Linked DNA regions of Mus musculus: all the other regions are linked to region 3. The links are chromatin contacts, called in public ChIA-PET and Hi-C maps. All regions are on one chromosome and are shown on one strand. The core of a region is the stretch at or near the end of the contact, and the rest is flanking DNA. Distances in the headings are between cores, read along the strand shown. Region 1 overlaps Reck (reversion-inducing-cysteine-rich protein with kazal motifs). Region 2 has its middle 30 kb from the start of Melk. Region 3 overlaps Gne (glucosamine (UDP-N-acetyl)-2-epimerase/N-acetylmannosamine kinase).

What was found. A called contact is a pair of places that touch in the nucleus more often than the background predicts. ChIA-PET counts read pairs in DNA pulled down with a chosen protein or histone mark.
Region 1: a contact with region 3 is called in a Hi-C map of trophoblast stem cells, with 1.8 times the contacts expected there. The contact joins two enhancer-like sites. A contact is called at or near these places in 2 of 15 datasets of contacts at CTCF or cohesin (embryonic stem cells and large pre-B cells), 3 of 484 Hi-C or Micro-C datasets (double positive thymocytes, hematopoietic stem and progenitor cells and trophoblast stem cells), 7 of 115 datasets of contacts at active chromatin or transcription factors (effector CD8 T cells and embryonic stem cells) and 4 of 9 other capture datasets (adipose tissue, embryonic stem cells, liver and 1 more).
Region 2: an RNA polymerase II ChIA-PET map of memory CD8 T cells shows a contact between it and region 3, with 7 read pairs. The contact joins two enhancer-like sites. A contact is called at or near these places in 10 of 484 Hi-C or Micro-C datasets (the MC3T3-E1 cell line, brain, cerebellar granule neurons and 7 more), 15 of 115 datasets of contacts at active chromatin or transcription factors (the NIH/3T3 cell line, T-cell acute lymphoblastic leukemia, bone marrow-derived macrophages and 9 more) and 3 of 9 other capture datasets (adipose tissue, liver and pancreatic islet).

What each region holds. Positions count from the first base shown.
Region 1 is chr4:43,923,488-43,927,569 of GRCm38.p6, forward strand. Reck (reversion-inducing-cysteine-rich protein with kazal motifs) reads left to right here. Exons shown (of 21, transcript NM_016678.2): 12 at 1,574-1,710; 13 at 3,659-3,799. Among named protein-coding and RNA genes, the nearest start is that of Glipr2, 32 kb to the right of the region's middle. Within about 2 kb of position 2,529, at least 17 of the 459 cell types and tissues checked have an H3K27ac peak or open chromatin away from gene starts, as enhancers often do. A contact at or near this core is called in trophoblast stem cells, where this site is marked.
Region 2 is chr4:44,269,243-44,273,056 of GRCm38.p6, forward strand. No RefSeq gene overlaps it. Among named protein-coding and RNA genes, the nearest start is that of Melk, 30 kb to the right of the region's middle. Within about 2 kb of position 2,064, at least 41 of the 459 cell types and tissues checked have an H3K27ac peak or open chromatin away from gene starts, as enhancers often do. A contact at or near this core is called in memory CD8 T cells, where this site is marked.
Region 3 is chr4:44,063,451-44,067,756 of GRCm38.p6, forward strand. Gne (glucosamine (UDP-N-acetyl)-2-epimerase/N-acetylmannosamine kinase) reads right to left here. Exons shown (of 12, transcript NM_001190414.2): 2 at 3,305-3,510. The coding sequence starts at 3,468. Among named protein-coding and RNA genes, the nearest start is that of Gne, 7.1 kb to the right of the region's middle. Within about 2 kb of position 2,446, at least 132 of the 459 cell types and tissues checked have an H3K27ac peak or open chromatin away from gene starts, as enhancers often do. A contact at or near this core is called in memory CD8 T cells and trophoblast stem cells, where this site is marked.

The DNA.
Region 1 (4,082 bases), core at 1,279-3,778, 140 kb before region 3:
TGTGTCCATGTGTACACATGTGGACATCAAAGGACAACTTGGGCCGTAGTGTGAGTGTGGGTGTGGGTGTGAGTGTGGGTGTGAGTGTGGGTGTGTGTGTTCAGTGCATCCCAGATTGAATTCAGGTTATCAGCCTTCACAGCAGGCACCTTTTCCAACAAGCCATCTTGCGGCCCTCTTCTCATACATTTAGGAAGGGAGGCTGTGGGTGAAGGTGTGCCACCTCTGACTGTGTGGTGGTTTTCAGGGATCGGGCTTAAGCTGTTCTTCAGGCTTGGTGGGCGGCATGTCAGCTCACTGTACCATCTCTAGCCCATCTGTGGCTGTAGTTGTGTTCCCGACTGGCACTCCACTTGACTTAGGGATTCTTTCTGTGCCGTCGCCTTCTCCTCCTTGCTTGTCCTCTCAGCTGCCACTCTGTCTTTATTATCATCACCCAGTGGGAGTCAGTGGCCAGTCTTCGGGTCCTGCTCTTAGGAAACAGTGCTGAATGGTTTACTTAGGAGATGTCAGACAAGTACCTGGTGGGAGAAGCAGACCCTCACTGCACAGCCCTCTGCTGCTCTCCAGGCGTCTGCTTTTCCAAGACCAAGTCCACACCAAGCCCTAAACCCTTGGTGTGCGGCTCAGTGCTGCTCAGTTCAGATTAATTACCGTCCAGATCATTTTTTAACTTTTCTTATTTGGTTTAATTTTGATTTTGGAGTCTTCCTGCCTTACTCTATCTATAGTCAGGCTGGCCTTGACCTCATAGCAATCCTCCTGCCTCAGCCTCCTGAGCAGAGATGACAGGTATGAGCTGTCATGCCTGGCTTTTAATGAGTTTTCTGACATGACTCAAGAATGAGCTGAATAAGGGAGAGGTTGAGGTCTAACTATGTGATAATAAGTCAGAGGTCACACATGGGAAGGATGTGCTCATGAAGGTTTCCTTCAGCTAAGGAGCCAAGCCTTCCTCAAAACTAAGAAAAACTAGGAAAGACGTGTGTGTCTTATGTCTACATGTATGCATGCACCACATGCTTGCCTGGTACCCACGGAGGTCAGAAGACCCCTAGAACTGGGGTTACAGATGGTTTTCAGCCACCATGTAGATACTAAAAACTAAACCCATGTCCTCTGCAAGAGCATCAAGTGCTTTTAACTATGTGCCCAGCTTTCCAGCCCTAAACTAAAAAAAAAAAAAAAATGTTGGAAACTCTCTGGTTATTATAAGCCAAACACCACAGTGATAACTAAAAGATCTTAAGATGAGAAAGGGAGGAAAGGAAGGAGAGCAGAGGCAACCGCCTCGGGCCTTGAAAATGGCTTACAGTTTGCAAAGCAGACTGGCCAGCTCAAGTTCCTTTTAAAGGGGGTAGACGCGACACCATGCTTGGAGCAATAAATGTAAGTCTCAGATTACAGGAAGTTAGGCTTTGTAGCTGGAAGTTTACTGTGTAGCTGGAAGTCCCTGTGACTGCTGGGAAAGCTCAGCAGGTAATGGACGCTTCTGAGAGGTTTAAGAAACACAGCTTTGACCAGACAACGTGAGACAGAACCATGAATACAAAATGTTCTTTTTTCTTTCAAGATCAGATTGTGTAGAGATTCTCAAGAAATGTGGAGACCAGAATAAATTCCCTGAAGAACACACAGCTGAAAGTATCTGTGAGTTTCTGTCCCCTGCAGATGACCTGGAGAGCTGTATCCCTCTGGACACGTACCTCAGTAAGGACTGCGTGGGTTTGAGTTTAGAGCTCAAGGGCTTCTCTCATGGTCTCTGCTCTTGTTCTTTGCCTAGGATGAGGAACTATTGTTTGAAGATACCATCTGCATTCGTTATGTTTCTGTTGCTGTGGCAAGAAACACCCAACAAAAGTGTTTAAAGGGAGGAAGGGTTTACTTGGCTCACAGTTCAAGGGTACAGGGGCAACCATGGCAACAGGACTGGGAAGCAGGATCATCAGGCGTTCGGAGGCAGAGGCTGTGCTCAGCTCCCTTCTTCAGTCCAGGCCCCTAACTAATGGAACGGTGCCATCCAATAGGGTAGGGCTAATCTCTCCCCTGAGGGTCCAGAATTTTGTCCCCTAAGTGACTAGACCCTGTCAAGTTGTCATTGCTATCTTAAAATGAGTAAGCAGAAGCTGTAGTTTATCTTTCGGAGGAAAGATGAACTATTTGCCAGTCAGGAACTGTAAAGATGGAAGCGGAAGACAATGTCATCAGAAGTCATGATGTGACCAGAACGTGGAATTCCCCCTAGGAAACTGTCAGCTCTTGTCATCCATATATCAGAACATGAGCAGGCCTGGATTACACTTACCAAATAGAGAAGGGAAGAAAGAGCTCTCCCCTGGGCTCGCACAGGGAAGTGGAACTTGTCTTACTACTTGAGTTTCTTCCTGACAGACACTTCTGCCAAGAGCTACAGCAGTAGGTTGGTACCTCCTTGAGGGAGGAATTGCACAAAGAGCTCCTTAGCAGTGAGACCAGTGAGGCCATGCCCTTAAGTGTTTGGGCCGCCACCAGGGGGCGCCAGTGCCATAAACTATCTGGCCAACAGAAAAGCCTACTTGCTGCTTTTCCAGTTAGGATTAAGCCCAACTGCCAATAACAGAGCAGTTAGAAGCACAGGAAGACTCAGAGCAAGTAGGCCAGGATGTTTATGGTGGTGCAGCATCAGGAATGCAGGCTTCTCAGCCTTCCTGCACTCACTCTGTTCCCTGCACTTCGCTGGCCTGCCAAGGATGCTGGCACTTTATCCAACTCACTCTAGTTGGCAAAAGGGAGGTGAAGAACCTTCTATTATAATCTCAGGGGATGCTTATAAGTGTATGGAAAACTTGGAAGGGTTGTCTTTTTAGCTTTGGGTTTATGACCACCTTGAATAAAAACAGGATCTACTAAACAAATAGAGAAGAAAGGGTGGTGAGTGTATAACAGGCAGTATCTGTTGGGCTCTCAGGATAGAGACTATGGAACATGCCCTAGCTTTTGCCCCTGTGACCTTGGGAAGATCCCCTCCCAAGTTCTAGGTAAGACTGCCCAGAGTGATGGGGCTGAGCGAGAAGGCTCCCGCAGCCTCTGTCTCTGCTAATTCACAATGCTAGCAGCCTACAGCAGTGTGTGTTGGAGAAAATGATTTCAGCAGGAAGGAAACGAGACAACACTCCAGCATGAACAGCAGCACTCTCCTTAAATACCACATGTGCTTGCAATGCTGCTCTCCCTTGGCAGGATGTTGGAAGGTAGATATGACTGTGTTGTGGGTCTCCATAACAGATGGCCATTTATTATTCAACACATAAACATGTATTTGATCACCATAGCCCAGGCAAGTCCCATCTCTGAACTGCTGGCCACTGAAGTTATCTGAGTTGATCTTATTCTCTTCCAGATAGGAACTCCATGTTAGCTTGTCTGTTTTGTTCATTAGTGTATCTAGTACCCAGGTCCTGCCAACTGTATTGTAGGTCCCCATTAGTAAGTGAATGGTTGGGTACATTGTGATAAGCTGACAAATGAAGAAATCCAAATGTTTAGTTAGGGCTGGTTAGACTCAGGCCTTACTTTCTGCCTGTGAGCTCTCCATCTCTTCCAGTCATGATGATCCGGGTAACTTAAAGATGCGCTACTCTTTTAGATTGATTACACTGATCAGTTTTGGGCTTTTCAGGGCCAAGTGCTTTAGGAAACATCATAGAAGAAGTGACTCACCCCTGTAACCCAAACCCCTGCCCAGCCAACGAGCTCTGTGAAGTGAACCGGAAGGGGTGTCCGTCTGCAGATCCCTGCCTTCCATACTCCTGTGTTCAAGGTAAGAGATGGCACTGTGAGTGCCGTATGCACATGGGGCATGTGCTGGCACTTCCTTAGAGGAGGGGTCTTTACCCGGGCTACAAGGACATTTTCTGTGCTATCTTTTTATGTAATGTTTAAGGGTTTTCCACACACACAAAAAAAGTATATTTATGCAAACAAAGACACATATGTTGAGATTTAATCTCTTGCTAGGTATTGTAATGCTCAATACTGGCTCCCAGGGTCTGGTGGCCCCCAGGGATGAGGAAGTCCTCATGTACACCAAGTGATGCTGTGTA
Region 2 (3,814 bases), core at 814-3,313, 210 kb after region 3:
GAGGGAGGGAAGGGAGAGGGAAAGGGAAGAGGGAGAGGGAGAGAGAGAACAAAAGAGAAAGCCAGGTGGGAGGGGCTATAGGAAGAAGGAGATTACTGAAATGATTTCAGGCTTCGTGTGCCGAAACAGTCATTCTTGCTACAAGCTGCTAGCTTCTCTTCTTATGAAAACATGTCTAAGGTGGCAGATGAATATATTTAAATTTTTCTCCCTGAAACATAACACTCTAACAGGATGTGTCAGAGAAATGCCAAGAAAAGAAAGCAGAAGGAGGTAAAATCCCTGAATGAAGTCAGTGACAGAGGGACTTCCGCGTGGCCGCCGGGAGGCAAGTCCCATGTCCCCACCAAGCTCCCGGATGGAGCTGACCATCTCCTTGTTGGACTTCTGTGATGTCCATGACCGTCTTGCGGGACTGGAGTGACAGGTTATGAGCTTCTCGGTGTGTCATTGCCAGCGGCTCACAACCCTCTGGAGTTCAGCGCTGTGTTATAATCATTTTATTCCCAGTTCCTCCCACAGAACCAACCCGCGGGGCATGCGTGGTAGCTCTGGAGTTGGGCATGCGTGGTAGCTCTGGGGTACACAAGCCTGAGCCTAAATCTAGGACTTGGAACCATGACCTTTGAGGGAAGAGTGAAATCCAGGGGACAGTTAGCCTGGAAAAGGGATAACAATGGGGGACGAGACTCCCTGTTTTTATATATTTGACAGATGATTTGGAGGCCACATTTGAAATGTATTCTGTGGTCCAAATGTCCCCCCTGGGACTAAGGATGCAAGTCTTAACAAGTGTTGTATAATAGGGGCCTGAAGTTAACAATGCTTCGTATCCTGGAAAATCGCCAAGATGGTTCATTTCTATTTAGCTATTTATCTGTGTGTAGGTGTGGCGGGAGGTGCTTGACCATGTGTGTGCATGGTGAAACCAGAGGTTGAAGTCAGGTGTCTTCCTCCCCTTTCCCCTTTTTGAAGCAGGGTCATTTATGGAATCTGATCTTCACCAGTTGACAATCCTTGGAATCCTCCTGTCTCTGCCTCCCAGTGCTGAGATTACAGGTGTGTGCCACCACACCCAATTTTTAAACTAGGAGATCCAAACTCTGATCTTCATGCACGCCCAAAGAGCACTCTACTCACTGAGCTAACTCCCACTCCATCCCTTATTGTATTGTCTTAAATTCATTATTAGCAATTTACAAGAACGCCTCAGTGTGTAGTCCAGGTTATACAGACATCTGTGTTAGTTACTTCTCTGCTGTTGTGACTAAACACCATGGCTGACCCCCCTTATAGAGGGAAGAGTTTATTCAGAGGATGAGTCCTAACAGCCCTGGAGGCATGGGCGCTGATGGCTGATACGGGAAACAGAAAGAAGCACATCTTCAACCCCAAGCACAAAGCAGAGAGAGTGTGTGAGGTAGAAGTGGGGGAAGGCTGTGAACCCTCAAAGCCCACCCCATGCTCTATTTCTTCCAGTAAGGCTACACACACACACACACACACACACACACACACACACACACTGACACCTCCCCAGGCACCACCCGGGGACCAAGGACTCAAATGTCTGAGCCTATGAGGGGACATTCTCAGTCAAACCTCTGCATCACTCCTGGGCCTCCTTAGTCATAACCAAATCACAATTAAAAAAAAATGCATCGAGTTCAACTTCTAAAATCTCCACAGTCTTTAACAGACTCAACATGATTCAAAAGTCCAAAGTTTCTTCTGAGATATAAGGTAATCTCTTGACTGTCACTTCCTGTAAAACAAAACAAAACAAAAACAATAAATTCCATACTTCCAACATTCAATGGTACGAAATATATATTAGCATTCCAAGAGGGACGTGTTGGGGTATAGTGGGGGAAATACTGGCCCAAAGCAAAACTCATCAGGACAAACTCCAGGTCTGATGTCAGTGAATTTAGCTCAGCCCCTCCAGCACTGCTGCCTTCAGCCTACATCTCTGCCTCGGGCCACCTCCACTTCCTGTGTACAGCTCTCTGTAGCAGACGACTTAGGGTTCTGATTTCTCCCACATCCTGCAGTACAGACTTTCTTTTCACAGCTTTACACAATGGCTGCTCGCTCAGGGCCTTCTGCTTACAGCAACCCTAGCACTGGTACACATTGGTTGGCCTCAGTAACTCTCTGAAACCACAGAGGAAGAACCCACAAGCCCTTGCTCTTGCATCTTTCATGCCCCTAAGTGACTAATGCATAGAGGACACAGCCAAATTCAACTGTGGGCTTGGGATCGCACCTCGCCCCTTTGACCATGAGCAGAAACTTTGGTATGGTATAGCTTTCTCAAGTAGAAGAGCCCTTAGGCTCCATTCTACTAGTCCAGAGCTTAGCTAGGTGGGGCCTTTCCCTAGGGCACCCCTCCTATTAGTACCGCCCAGAGCAGGCTTGCACTACAGTCTGAGGTGCTTGTTTTCCTATCTGCGGATGAAGGCAGGAGAAGAATATAATTTTATATTATGAAATAAAAGAGCCAGGTGCACATACTTGGGAGACCAAGGCAGGCAGATCTCTGTGAGTTCACAGCTAGCCTGGTCTACAGAGCAAATTCCAGGACAGACAGGGCACAGGGCTACATAACAGTGAGACCCTATCTCAGAGAGAGAGAGAGAGAGAGAGAGAGGAGAGAGAGGAGAGAGAGAAAGAATTTGGGACTAGGGAGTTTTGTTTTACTTGGAGATTGGGTCTCTTGTAGCCTTAAGAATGTGGCCTTAAGAATAACTGAACTGATTTGCCTGTCTCTGCCTCCCAAATGCTGAGATTACAAGCATGAACAACACATCTGTTTTATGTGGTATTGGGCATCAAACCCGGGACCTCACACATACTAGGCAAGCACTCTATCAATTGAGCCATGTGCTCAGAGTTCAGAACTTTTCTTTATGATAGTATCATATCCAGAACCTAGTTTTTTCTTTCTTTCTTTTTTAAATATTTATTTTATGTATATGAGTACACATATACATACTGTGAGCCTTCATGTGGTTGTTGGGAATTGAATTTTAGGACTTCTGCTTGCTCGCGTCAACCCTGCTTGCTCTGGTCAACTCTGCTTGCTCAGTCCCTGCTCACTCTGGCTCAAAGATTTATTCACTGTACTGTAATAAGTACACTGTAGCTGTCTTCAGACGCACCAGAAGAGGTTGTCGGATCTCACTATGGGTCATTGTGAGCCACCATGCTAGCTCTCCAGCCCTTCTTTCTTCTAGTTTTCTGAAATAAGAGTCTTGCTTTGCTCCTTATTCCTGGTCTTTCTGTCTCTGTTTCCCCAGGGTTTTTTGTGGCACGCGTGCGTGTGCGTGTGCATGTGCGTGTGTGTGTGTGTGTGTGTTTGTGTGTGTGTGTTTGTGTGTGTATGTGTGTGTGTGTGTGTGTGTGTGTGTGTGTGTGTGGTGTTTGTGTGTACAAGCATGTGCATTTGTGTGAGGGCCAGAGGTCAACCTTTAGAGTGTGTGGTGGTTTGAATGAGAACGGCCTCCACAGGCTCATGTATTTGAATACTTGGTCCCCAGTGGATGAAACTGCAGGAAAATGATTAAGAGGTTTGTCCTTGCTGGAGGAGATGTGTCACTGAGGGTGAGCTTTGAGGTTTCAAAAGCCCACACTGTCTTAGTCAATATTCTGTTGCTGTAAAGAGACATCATGACTGTGGCAACTATTATAAAAGGAAACATTTAATTGGGGCTGGCTTACAGGTTCAGAGATTTAGTTCATTATAATCATGGTGGAAAACATGGTGGCACGCAGGCAGACATGGTGCTGGACAAGGAGCTGAGAGTTCTAT
Region 3 (4,306 bases), core at 1,196-3,695:
TGGAGGGATGTTCTTTACTGGCTTGCCTCCCCTGGCTTGCTCAGCCTGCTCTTATAGAACCAAGACTACCAGCCCAGAGATCGTCCCACCCACAAGGGGCCTTTCCCCCTTGATCACTAATTGAGAAAATGCCTTAGAGTTGGATCTCATGGAGGCATTTCCTCAACTGAAGCTCCTTTCTCTGTGATAACCCCAGCTGTGTCAAGTTGACACAAAACTAGCCAGTACAATTGACCCCTTGTCAACTTGACACACAAACACATCACTAGTAAGCCTCAACCCTTACATTCTTATTCATCCCCAAGATCTAAACAACTTTAAAAGTCCCACAGTCTTTACATATTCTTAAATTTTCAATCTCTTTAAAATATCCATCTCTTTTAAAATCCAAAGTCTTTTTACAATTAAAAGTCTCTTAACTGTGGGCTCCACTAAAACAGTTTCTTCCTTCAAGAGGGAAAATATCAGGGCACAGCCACAATCAAAAGCAAAAGTCAATCTCCAACCGTCCAATGTCTGGGATCCAACTTACGATCTTCTGGGCTCCTCCAAGGGCTTGGGTCACTTCTCCAGCCATGCCCTTTGTAGCACACGAGTCATCCTCTAGGCTCCAGATGCCTGTACTCCACTGCTGCTGCTGCTCTTGGTGGTCATCTCATGGTACTGGCATCTCCAAAACACTGCATGACCCCTTCAGTCCTGGGCCATTAATTGCAACTGAGGCTGGACTTTCACCAATGGCCTTCCATGGCCTCTCACAGTGCCAAGCCTCAGCTGCTCTACTCAACTCCTTCATGCCTTCAAACCAGTACCACCTGGGTGACCCTTACACATTACCAAGTCCAGCCACAGCACAAGGTACAACTTTGGCTATATCTGGAACACAGCCACTGTGCTCTCAGAAAACACTTCCCAGAAGATGTCACCTCAATGATGCTGGTCTCTTCTTAATCACCGCTAATTTCTTAGCTCCAGCTAACCAGCATCAATAGTCCCAGTAATGCAAAGTTTTTGCTTTGGTAGTTCTGGTATCTTGTTAATCACAGCTGATTCTTCAGCCCCAGCTAACCAGAACTACAGAATCTTCACAATCAAAACAGCAATGGCCCTGAAAAGAGTCTTTAATTTTCCCTCTGAAATTTCACAAGCCAGGCCTCCATCTTCTACACTGTTCTCAACATTATCTTCCAAGCTCCTACACAACATCCCACAGAGCTCTTAACAACGAATGGATCTTCAAGACCAAAGTTCCAAAGTCCTTCCACAGACCTCCCCAAAACATGGTCAGGTTGTCACAGGAATACCCCACTCTGCTGGTACCAATTTGTCTTAGTCAGGGTTTCTATTCCTGCACAAACATCATGACCAAGAAGCAAGTTGGGGAGGAAAGGGTTTATTCGGCTTACACTTCCATGCTGCTGTTCATCACCAAAGGAAGTCAGGACTGGAACTCAAGCAGGTCAGGGAGCAGGAGCTGATGCAGAGGCCATGGAGGGATGTTCTTTACTGGCTTGCTTCCCCTGGCTTGCTCAGCCTGCTCTCTTATAGAACCAAGACTACCAGCCCAGAGATCGTCCCACCCACAAGGGGCCTTTCCCCCTTGATCACTAATTGAGAAAATGCCTTAGAGTTGGATCTCAAGGAGGCATTTCCTCAACTGAAGCTCCTTTCTCTGTGATAACCCCAGCTGTGTCAAGTTGACACAAAACTAGCCCAGTACACTGTGTATAAATTAATTAATTTATTTATTAGACAAAAATGAGCTAGGCATGGTGACACATGTCTGTAATTTCAGAACAAGGTTATTCTTGGCTACATACAGAGTTTGATGCCTGTCTGGGCTAAAAGAAACCGTCTCACAAATTGAAACAAAAATCTCCCTAAAACAAAAACTATAAAAAATAAAATAAAATCTGTAAAATGTATTCTCATAGTTTAAACCTGAGAAGGTACAAGAAGGTTATGTGAAGTCCCTCACAGTCTTGTCTGCACGTTACTCAGCTCCTCACGTTAGAAGGTACCCAAGCACGCACGCACGCACTTCCCCTTAGTACTAGCTGGGTTTCCTACTCAACAGTCTCACCAGCAAATATTACCTTTCGACCTCAGGGGCTGTGGCTGCTTCCACTTCCTGGAGCGCCTCCTTCCTGCCAGCCTTCCTGCCCAAGCTTTGTCACACAAAACCTACTGAGACTTTCACCTCCAGCTCGCACTACGTCCTACCAATCAAGTGCACTGTCTTAGGAAGCCAGAATTCATTTCAAGTGAAAAAGAAGACTATCCACGGGAGGTCCCATAAGCTTGCTCCCTGCTCCTCACTGTCCTCTCACAGCAGGCTGACACGTGGAGACTGGAGACAGGCGGAGGTCTGCTTACTGTTCTCCATGTGCGGCCATGCGGCTCCAGCAGTCTTTGGAGGCTGCAAGGCCATTTCACACCACAAGGGTGCGCTAGATGCACACCGAGGGCAGAGCCAAGGCTCCTTTCTGGTTTCTCCATGCAGGGCTCTCTCAGAATACCTTTCAGTTTTCAAATATACCCTGCATATGGTGCAAACCTTAATGTCACACACATAATACCAATGATCTTGGTAACAGGACATTTTAATTTGCCTCAAAATAGGTTAGATTTTTGTATATCTTGTTTCATTTATACTACTTTACATGCAATTAACCTGTAAACCAGTGTTGGTTTCTGTTGTTGTTTGTTTGTTTGTTTGGAGACAGGGTCTTACTGTGCAGCTCTTTACTAGACTAAAACTCACTAAGTAGTTTGGGCAGGCCTCAAACTCAAAGCAATCCTCCTGCCTCTGCTTCTCAAGTAGACATGCACCACTACGCTCATTGCCCTCAAAACTCACAGGACACATTGGGGTGAAGGAAAGCATGCCAGCGGTAAAGCATGTGTTTAGCATGCTTGAGGCTCTGGGCTCAAACCCCAACCCCAAAATTATGCCTTGAAGCCATGTTATTATAGTCCAACTTTTATATACACACACACACACACACACACACACACACACATATTTATGGTATTTCTTCTGAGTGCAGTAATGTTTCCAGCTGTTGGTTATCAAGTATCTACTAAACAGCATCACTGTGACAGGCTTCACTGCCATGTTGGTTTCACCCAATTTTGTAACTGAAGACGCCAACTCTGGGATGCTTCCCAAGTTCTCCGAGGTACACAGAGACTAGGGAGGAACTACCTGACAGGAGGTCCACAAGCCTACCAGACCCAAGCTCCCCAGGGCACACCGTCGGGGGTGGGAGTGGGGGGGGAAGCAAGGAAGCACTCAGCTCACCCATAGTCGTCAATCAGGTGGGAGCCGAGCACCACCACGTCCAACTCAAAGAACGCGGGCTCTGTCTTGATGCCGAACATGATCGGGGCCAGTTTGGAGTAGTCAGCTCGGTTGCAGGTGGCAACGCAAACCCGGAGCTTTCGGTTGTTCCCGTTCTTCTCCATGACTTGCTTCTTTTTACTTGAGAGTTTCTTAAAATAGAGTTCCTAATGATACAAAAAGTAAGTTCTTGTTTGTAACTGGAATTACCACTAGGTAGGAAAGCGGCGTTTTCAGTTGCTTGGCTTGTAACCTTTGCTCCCCTGTGCCGCTCGGCATAACACTCTTGTTGGTGTGTGATGATGAAATTCCAGCAGGCTGACCTAGCTCCACCCCTTTCTCTCACTGGCACACCAAAACACAATGTTCTTTCAAAGGATAAATAAATATCAGCTCTTTGATTATTAGCTTAAAACTGTGTGCTAGAAATTTAAAAAAAATACTTAGTATACTCACAAGTGAGCCCAACAAAGTTGACTGTTAGAAAGCCTGGGTAGATGCCTCCCAAGTGCTGGGATTAAAGGCGTGCCCCACCACTGCCTCCCGCCCAACCCCCAAGTTCACATCTTTAAAGAACATGTCTTTGCCCTCACACTTCCCAGTCCCTTGGGAAGATAAGGATGCTTAGGAGGAAAGTCGACCTCTAAGACCCCACCTGTACCAGCATGCTGGGCCTCGAGGTCGACTCCAAATGCCCACATATGGCTCTGCTAGGCATCCCCAAGCCACCTGAAAGCCAACTTCCCAACCTGATCTGATTTTCTGCTGCAAACCTGTTTTTCCATTTGTTCTCTAACTCAGTTAGGGACCACTCATCCAAACGCCCTGATACCTTGCTGCTTCCATCCCTCACCAGTCCCCCTAAGCCCTGTTAATCACCCTTGAGCGCTCAGTCTGTCTCCTCCTCTGACCCCCACCAGCCTTTCCCTTAGAGCAGTCTCTCGTCTTGAGTCTGAGACCGTG